2 separate regions of the Sus scrofa genome follow, and region 1 is linked to region 2. Evidence: chromatin contacts called from public Hi-C data. All regions are on one chromosome and are shown on one strand. Each heading gives the region's core, a stretch centred on a gene start, on an enhancer-like site or on the middle of the called end of the contact. The rest is flanking DNA. Distances are from core to core; before and after follow the strand shown. Region 1 has its middle 51 kb from the start of ACAA2. Region 2 has its middle 58 kb from the start of LIPG.

Region 1 (4,192 bases), core at 912-3,411, 120 kb before region 2:
TGATCCAGTTGTCTCTGACCAGTCAAATGTCTTTTCTATTTTAATGTCTTCATAGCTCACTGTCCTTTCTTTAAATTGACTTTCTGTTATTGACCACTTCACAAGACTCAGAATAAACTTATGATGATACAGAATTTATGTCTTTTTAGGGCCGCACCTGCAGCATATGGAGGTTCCCAGGCTAGGGGTCCAATCAGAGCTATAGCCGCTGGCCTATGCCACAGCACAGCAATGCCAGATCCGATGCACCTCTGCAACCTACACCACAGCTCAAGGCGATGATGGATTCTTAACCCACCGAGAGAGGCCAGGGGTCAAACTTGTGTCCTCATGGATGCTAGTCGGGTTCGTTAAGCACTGAGCCATAACAGGAACTCCCAATACTGAATTTTGAAACAAGCATCTGAAGATTTACTACCCCAAATGTGTGTTTTCTCCCTGATGGATTACTTCTTTTTTTTTTTTTTTTTTTTTTTCCCTAATAGCAGTGTTTCTGCTAAGAGCAATTTCAAAACTGCACTTTGGGGATTATCTTCCCAGTTGGCTTCCACAGTCTGTAAAAATTTTCCTTTCATTACTATTCATTTTTACTCAGAAGCAGCGGCCCCCAGCCTCACAGTGCTCCAGGGCCCCAGTGCCGAGTGGTTGCAAAACCATACTGCTATCCAGCTCAAGAACCAGGCCCTTCTCCAAGCTGGGCAAGGAGGACCTGGAGCCTGGGGACCAGCCTGGGGCCAGAGTAGAGAGGTGACAACTCAGGTGCTGCTGATAGGCCCAGAGCTGCATGAGGGGAGAGGGGGTACAAAGAAAAGGAATCCAAGGCAGTTTGAAAGATGAACTCGGCTGAGGACAGACTGGATGTCAGGAATGTGCTCCTTAATGAAGGCTGCCCCTTCCCACCCACCACTGATCCATCCTCCAACTTGCTAGAACATGAGTCAAGTTATATCACATGCCTGCCTCCTGGGACTCAAGCCCCTTGGTGTTCCAGCCCTGGCTCCCTGTCCCACTACCTGAGTCTCATTGCAGAGCCCCCAAGCAGCCGTGGGGTCTCTGCTCTCTGGGACCATATTTGAACTGAGCCCTCCACCAGATTCATCCTCTTCAACCTCTGCATTAATCTGCTTAGGCAGCCACAGCAAAGTAATGCTGACGGGGTGGCCAAACAATACACTTATTTTCTCCCAGTGCTTGAGGCTGGAAACCCAAGGTCAAAGTGCCAGCAGGGTGGGTTTCTTCTGAAGCCTCTTCTCTTGATGTAGACAGCCATCTTCTCCCAGTGTCTTCCAGGATCTCCCTGGTGTTTGTCCACATTCTACCTTCTTCTTCCTATTGGTACTCTAGTTATATTGAACCAGGGCCCACCCTAATGACCTCATTTCAATTCAGTTTCGTCTTTATTATTTTTATTTGTTTGTTTATTTTTTCATTTTTGGCCGCCCCATAGCATACGGAGTTCCTGGGCCAGGGATCAGATCCAAGCCACAGGCATGACCTAAGCCATATCTCAGCAGCAATGCTGAATCCTTAATCCACTGTGCCAGGCCAGGGATCAAACCTATATCCCAGAGCTCCCAAGATGCTGCCAATCCCATTGTGCCAGAGCAGAAACTCCCAGTTAACTCTTGAAAGACCTTTTCTCCTAATACAGTCAAATTCTGAGGTCTTGAGGGTGAGGACTTCAATATATGAATTTACAGTTTAACCCATAACATGTGGTAGAATCCTACTCAAACCCCAGACCTTCTTCAGTGTGTCAACACCTTCCAGCCCATCCCCTCATCCCAGCTGGCTCTCTCCCCAGGGACAAAATGAACACCTCCCTCTTCTGAGCAGCCACGGGTCGACTCCTTTCCCTCTTGCAGCATCTATCACAACACCCTCTAATGAGCTGTTCGCTGTGTTCCCTTCTTTACTGTGAGCTGCCTATAAAAGCCACTCCTCTTCAGCTCCTGGCTTCTAGATATTAAACACACAATCTCCCCTCTTTGGGTCTCAAATCTTCCACAGGAATGAAAAACACCAGACTCCAACTCAGCAAGGCTCAGTGCCTGCTTTCTGCATCAGAGTGCCTGGCACATGGTGAGGGCTATAGTGGTGTTTGCTCTGCCCATTGTTATCTGACCTTTGTCCAAAGGTGTGGCGCGTAAATGTGGATGTCTGCGGAGATGTGAAATCATACACATCTGGACTGAGATTGGTGGGAAGGGAAAGTAAACATGCCGTGTGTCAGCCAGAGCTCTACAGATGGGCCTTATTCCAGCAGAGGTGGTGCAATCATTATTAGAATAGAAACAGCATGAAACTGGCCTCTCCACTGTGCCACTTTCACGGATAAGACAGGTTCAGCGTCAGACCTGCACAGCTGATCCCTCCCAGAGGACCATGGACTTTTCTGTGGGTGCTGGGAAGAAGAGTGGCACTGTGGGCCAAAGCCTGAAGAAATTGCTTAAGAAGCACATGGCAGGAGTTCCCATCGTGGCTCAGTGGTTAACAAATAGGACTAGGAACATGAGGTTGCACGTTCGAACCCTGGCCTCACTCAGTGGGTTAAGGATCTGGCATTGCTGTGAGCTGTGGTGTAGGTCACAGATGCGGCTCCAATATGGTGTTGCTATGGCTGTGACATAGGTCGGCCGCTATAGCTCTGATTAGACCCCTAGCCTGGGAACCTCCATATGCCAAAGGTGCAGCCCTAAAAAGCAAAAAAAAAAAAAAAAAAAAAAAAAAAAATGAAGAAGAAGAAGAAGCACATGGCACCCTATGATGTTGGCTGTGCACTCTGCCCAGCCAGCCAACCTTGACAACTGGCCACCCTGGGTCCTGCTGCCTCTCCATGTGGCACCTAAGTCATCAAATAGGACCTATAATAGATTCTGCAGACACCAGATCCCTGCCTTTAGGAAATCCTCATGTCAAATTCACTTAAGCAGAATGTATGAAAGTATGCAGCTGTCAAAATGAGAGGAACAGGTAGTGAAGATTCCAGTCCCTTTCTTTATCCACTGACCTCATTCCCTGGAGGGGACACCTCCTGTTAGTCCCCATTATCCCACCCTTCCTTCTTCCAGAAGCAGACTTTCCTTCATTCAGGCACCAACACCCCACATCCAACCATCCATTTGTATCCAGTGGAGCCACCCATCATGATTCCCCACCCCCTTGACCACAGGAGTGAGCACATGACTCAAGCTGGGCCAATCAGAATGAACTCCTGAAGTTTTTCATGTTGAAGTCAGGGGAGAGGAACAGCTCCATAATAATGTTGATAACGACAGTCATAACCACAGCACTAGCAATCAACACTTTAGAAATGCCAGCTGGAGTTCTGTTGTGGCTCAGCAGTAACAAGCCTGACTAGTATCCAAGTGGGCGCAGGTTCAATCCCTGGCCTTGCTCAGTGGGTTAAGGATCCTGTGTTTGCTGTGGCTGTGGCCTAGGCCGACAGCTACAGCTCTGATTCAACCCCTAGCCTGGGAACTTCCATATGCTGTGTGTGCAGCCCTAAAATAAATAAATAAATAAATAAATAAACATTCCAGCAATGTGTTGTATGAAGTAGATTCTAAGATTACCCCATTTAATTCATATGAAGTAGATTCTAAGATTACCCCATTTTTCAAATACGGAAGTTGAGGCTCAGAAAGTGAAGTCATTTGCCTTAATACATGGAAAGGCAAGGATTCAAACCCAGACGGACTGACTCCAGAAACAGCATTCTTGGGCTCCTCCCCTTGTAGCCTGCAGAGGTCGGAAGTCAGCTTCCCCATTGTGTGGGAAAGCCAGGTTAAGGGCAGCCTGCAGAGAGAAGCAGATATGAAAGATGGAAAGAGTCACCTGGCAAATTTGGATTCTTAGTTCTGCTCCCTTTTTCTCTTTTCCCATCTCTTGTTTTAGTTACATGAGGCAATAAATGGTCAGTTTTCCTAAAATGGTCCCCAAAGAGCCTCTGTTGCTTGCACTCTGCCCTGTGATCCCATCTCCCACCACCTACCTTTCCATCATTGCTTTTCTGCCCTTTATCTTCTACCTCTCCTTTCCCTGAGCTCTTTCACAAGTCTACTTAAACTTCTAAAGGCTTCTTCTGCCTAAAATAAACATCTCTATCACGTTAAGGTCTTGAACAGCTGTATCTTTCCATACCATCCTGGAAAGAGCTGTCACAAGTGGATCATTATCTTCTCATTCCTCT
Region 2 (4,371 bases), core at 148-2,647:
ATGCTTTTGAAGAGATGAGCTCCAGCCTTCCTTGCTCCTTCCTTGTTCCTGAGTCAGACAGCAGAGGATGTCTGTCACATCACCCCCTCCTCCGCATTGCCGAGCAGAGCAATGGGAACCCACAGCTACTGAGAATTCCTGATCTGAACTGGGGCCCTGGGGTGGAGGGGAGTCCTGAGGCACACAGCAAAACCTCGGTTCATTCCTGAGTCCCAGGAATGCTCAGATGGAGTCTGGGCCAGCCAAGCCTGACGGCCATCAACTTGGCTGCAGGACAGAATGTACCTTCGAGTGTTTCCAGCATGTGTGCGTGCTTGTGTATATGTATGTGTGTATGCACACATGTGGATCTCCCAGGCACAAGATGTTGGGTAACACCGACCTAATGTTCTGGCCCAACACGCAGCCAAAGGATTTCGACAGGCTTTGCCTCTGAGGCAGCCAACAAGCAAATCTCCCTAGAAGGTCATTGTCCCTGAGAACACTGACATCATGAACGTACTGCATCATGTGTTCTCTCTTCTCACGGACAGTTCTGTCCAGCTGCAAGCAAACACCAAGGCACCCTCCCCTCTAAACTGTGTGCCTATGTTTTCATCAACACCTAGGGATGCAATAAGTGTTTATTGACTGAACGGTAAAAGGGTCACAGAAAAACCCACCCAAGGGGGTTTGCAGCATGCGGAAGTGAGGAGGGCTTTTCCATCCCTTTCCCTCAGAGGTGGTGGGTTTGATGGGAGGGAGGGGAGTTATGGATTTGCTATAGCAGAATTTCTGGGGCTCTAGTAATCATGCATAAATATTCCCGAAAGCCCCCCAGAAGAAGAAAAGGATTGAGAACCAACTGCCTCAAGAAGAGAGGTAAAAAGAGGAGCCTTTTTTCAACGTGATTAACCCACCACTGCTGTAGAATCCACCTGCTGGACCCTCATGGCCACCTAGGTTTCTGACTCATTCTATCGGCCACCTTCCACATCTCTCCCCAAACCACAGTCCAGTTTAGCCCCATGAACATCCCCCCTGCCCAAGGACCGCCACTCCCTTAGACTTCCTTCCAGCCCCAGTTAAGAAAAACTTGTGATCATCAGCTTCCAGACCCCAGGGCCTCCCACTCTGCCCTTTCCAGGATCTTTCCCAAGACTGGAAGACATAAGAAGAGTTTGGGGTCTCTTTCCCTCCCCCAGGCAATCAGGTGTCCAAATAAGGACAAAATAGGAGTGCATTCAATGTGTGGCCTCCTGGTGTTAGGATGAATGCACAAGCCAGGCTACAGCCCTTCTCAGGGTGCCTGGCACTTGGAACCTTTAAATGCAAATTCCCCTTGCGGCAGCCCTGGCCTCTTCTGCAGGGCGGGCAGCTATCCTGGGAGAAAAGACAAGATTTAAATTGGTAATCAAGCCCTGTACCAGATTGGACTTTGACCTTGTTCAGAATTCCACTGGCCCATGTCCCCTGACTTGCCACCCCCTTTCTGCCAGTTTTTCCTTTGAGTTAGCTGCCTGCCATCTAAGGCAGTAAGACAGGCTGTCACCAGCTGCTGCCTGCCTGGCTGCCTTCCACCTGGCTGGATCAGAAGGCCTTGGAAATCAAGCAGCTTTGCCTCTCCAGCCTCTTTGCTACCTCTGCTGCTGGAGCAAGATAAGTGGGGTCTGGATGAGCCTTTGGCTCCAGCTGAGCCCACTTGCAGGGCATAGGAAGAGGTAAGGGTAGCCCCCACGGGCTTCTCTGATGCATTCTTGGTTACCAAAGTGATTCTCAGACCTGGCCTGGGATAGCCAGTGTGGGCCCACATGCCAGCTACATCCACAGAAGAAACATGAAGCCAATATTCATTTTCTTTTCTTTTTTTTTTTTTTTTTTTTTTTTCCTCTTTTAAGGGCTGCACTAGCAGCATATGAAAGTTTCCAGGCTAGGGGTTGAATCAGAGCAAGAGCTGCCGGCCTACGCCACAGCCACAGTGACACAGGATCCGAGCCTCGTCTGTGACCTGAACCACAGCTCATGGCAACGCCAGATCCTTACCCACTGAGCAAGGCCAGGGGTGGAACCCGCATCCTCATGGATACTAGTCAGATTCGTTTCTGCTGCCTCACCATGGGAACACCCCCAACATTCATTTTCTACCTCTCTCTCCACTGCCCCGGAACCACTGCTTGCTGCAAAACACCGTGTTTTTTCTCACTTCTTCCTGGAAGGCCTTGCATATTCCCTTCTGTATGTCTAATTCTGCCCTTCTTTCCAGGACCTGGGAAACCACTGATCACCATAAAGTACCTACACTCCCCTGCAACCCTACCACCCTTTCTCTCTGCCCTCCTCAATTCATGATTCAAACCAAATATCTGGGGCATTTAGTTCCATGCTGATTTTTTTTTTTTTTTTTTTTTTTTGGCTTTTCTAGGGCCGCACCATGGCATAGGGAGGTTCCCAGGCTAGGGGTCCAATTGGAGCTGTAGCCACTGGCCTATGCCACAGCCACATGGGATCAGAGCTGAGTCTTCGACCTACACCACAGCTCATGGCAACGCCAGATCCTTAACCCACTGAACAAGGCCAGGGATTGAACCTGCAATCTCCTGGTTCCTAGGCAGATTCGTTAACCACTGAGCCACAATGAGAACTCCCAGTCCCATGCTGATTTGCTTGGTTTCAAACCTTATTTCCCCAACAAGTCGGTAGGCTCCCGGTGACCATGTGTTACCTAGAATTGGCACTGAGTAGATCTACCTGGAATCAGTGAATGAAAGGACAAATGAATGAATATATGGATTGCTTTGATCAAGGCAACATTTTCTTTATACACCCAGAATTCTTCCCCATGAGAGGACTCTTCTTTCCATTGGCTTTCATCACAACGAAGCTGCTGGTGGCAGCTTGGTTTTCAGACCTCCCAGGGCACAGGAGAACCAGGAATGTTTTACCAGGAGGAGTCAGTGGCTAGAGCAGTTGGACTCCCAGCAGTGTGCAGGGCACGAGTGAGTGCTGGGAGCAGATTTTCTGCCCTCTCCTATCTCCTTGGGATCATAGAGTGTGCCCCTGTGAAGCTTCATTTCCTTTTAATGCACATCAGGGCTAAGAACATGCAGGTGCAGGAAGGACCCAGGCTGGACCATCCTAATCAGAGAGCATGTGAAGGACATAGACAATAGGGCTGCTAAGTGGAGGCAGGGAAGAGGTTGTGTGTCCAAGGGAGGCACGAAAGAGTGTGCCCCTACCACTCCCTCTTCCCCAGGGAGATTCCACCTGCCCACATCTGCTCCTCCACCCAGGTTAGCAAGAGCCAAAATGGGGCCAGAACAAGGGACAGGATGAGGGGTTGGAGGATGGGTTTAACTCAGGGGTTGATCTGAGAGGCGACGTCTTGAGAGTGGCCACATCCAAAGGCAAGGCAGTCACCAAGCATGCAGTATCCATGCGAAGGGGAAACAAAGAGAGAAGCTCAGTGGAAGACCGGGTAGGCAAGAAAGAAGATCTGGAAGGACAAGTGAAATGTGAGTTGCTACATCTTTTTTTCTTTGTCTTCATTTTTGGTAGACCTACAGCATATGGAGTTCCCAGGTGAGGGATCAGATCTGAGCCACAGTCAAGACCCTAAGCTCCAGCTGCGGCAAGGCCGGATCCTCAACCACTGTGCTAGGCCGGGGATCAATCCTGGTCTAGCCCTCCCAAAATGCCACAGATCCCATTGCACCACAGTAGAACTCCAAGTTGCTGCATCTTTTCACACAGAGAGCCCAAGGGTTGGGCTAGGAGATTGTTGATGAACTCTGCCTGCGGGGCTTCCATCTACTATCTCAGAAGGAAGTCAGGAGCCAGGGGCCAGGCGTGGAGCTGTGTGTGTTCCCTCCATGCCATCATGCTCCTCTGTCCTTCAAAGTGGCAAGGGCAGTGAGACCCTCTGACAAATGTCATCTGCTTGTCTTCTGGACAGAAGAGGGGTTCAGATATGAGCATGTGAAGGGAAAGGGGTTGGGGGTAACAGCATCCAACATACGACAAGCAGGACAAACAGGTTGGGATAAGCCCAGGAATCGAGGAGTTGTTTGGGGGCTCCCTGAGGAGCAGAAATGCCCCCTTGAGGCTTCCCCCTAGCTCCCTCTCCCAGGCGCTTCTGCTCAGAGCCTCTGCACCACCACCACCCCCACCCCCCCACCACAAACACACCCATGCACACAGCCCCTGGCATCAGTGATCGTGAGCAGAGTTTGCCAATTTCATTCCTTTTATTACCAATGCCTTTCCCAGGGAAAAGAACAGACTGGAAGGAGAAGCCAGGGCTCTGGGCGGGCAGCTGCTGAGGCACCTCTCAGCTAACTCAGCCGCTTTCTTTCAGGAGGAATTTTACACAGCCCATCATACAGGCACCTACTG

The links. Hi-C and Micro-C count contacts between places; a contact is called where the count stands out from the background.
Region 1: a contact with region 2 is called in a Hi-C map of liver, with 6 times the contacts expected there. The contact joins two enhancer-like sites. A contact is called at or near these places in 1 of 5 promoter capture datasets (liver), 8 of 47 Hi-C or Micro-C datasets (embryonic fibroblasts, heart right ventricle, liver and 1 more) and 1 of 2 datasets of contacts at active chromatin or transcription factors (skeletal muscle).

Annotation. Positions count from the first base shown.
Region 1 is chr1:99,257,205-99,261,396 of Sscrofa11.1, reverse strand. No RefSeq gene overlaps it. Among named protein-coding and RNA genes, the nearest start is that of ACAA2, 51 kb to the left of the region's middle. Within about 2 kb of position 2,161, at least 12 of the 83 cell types and tissues checked have an H3K27ac peak or open chromatin away from gene starts, as enhancers often do. A contact at or near this core is called in liver, where this site is marked.
Region 2 is chr1:99,137,952-99,142,322 of Sscrofa11.1, reverse strand. No RefSeq gene overlaps it. Among named protein-coding and RNA genes, the nearest start is that of LIPG, 58 kb to the right of the region's middle. Within about 2 kb of position 1,397, at least 25 of the 83 cell types and tissues checked have an H3K27ac peak or open chromatin away from gene starts, as enhancers often do. A contact at or near this core is called in liver, where this site is marked.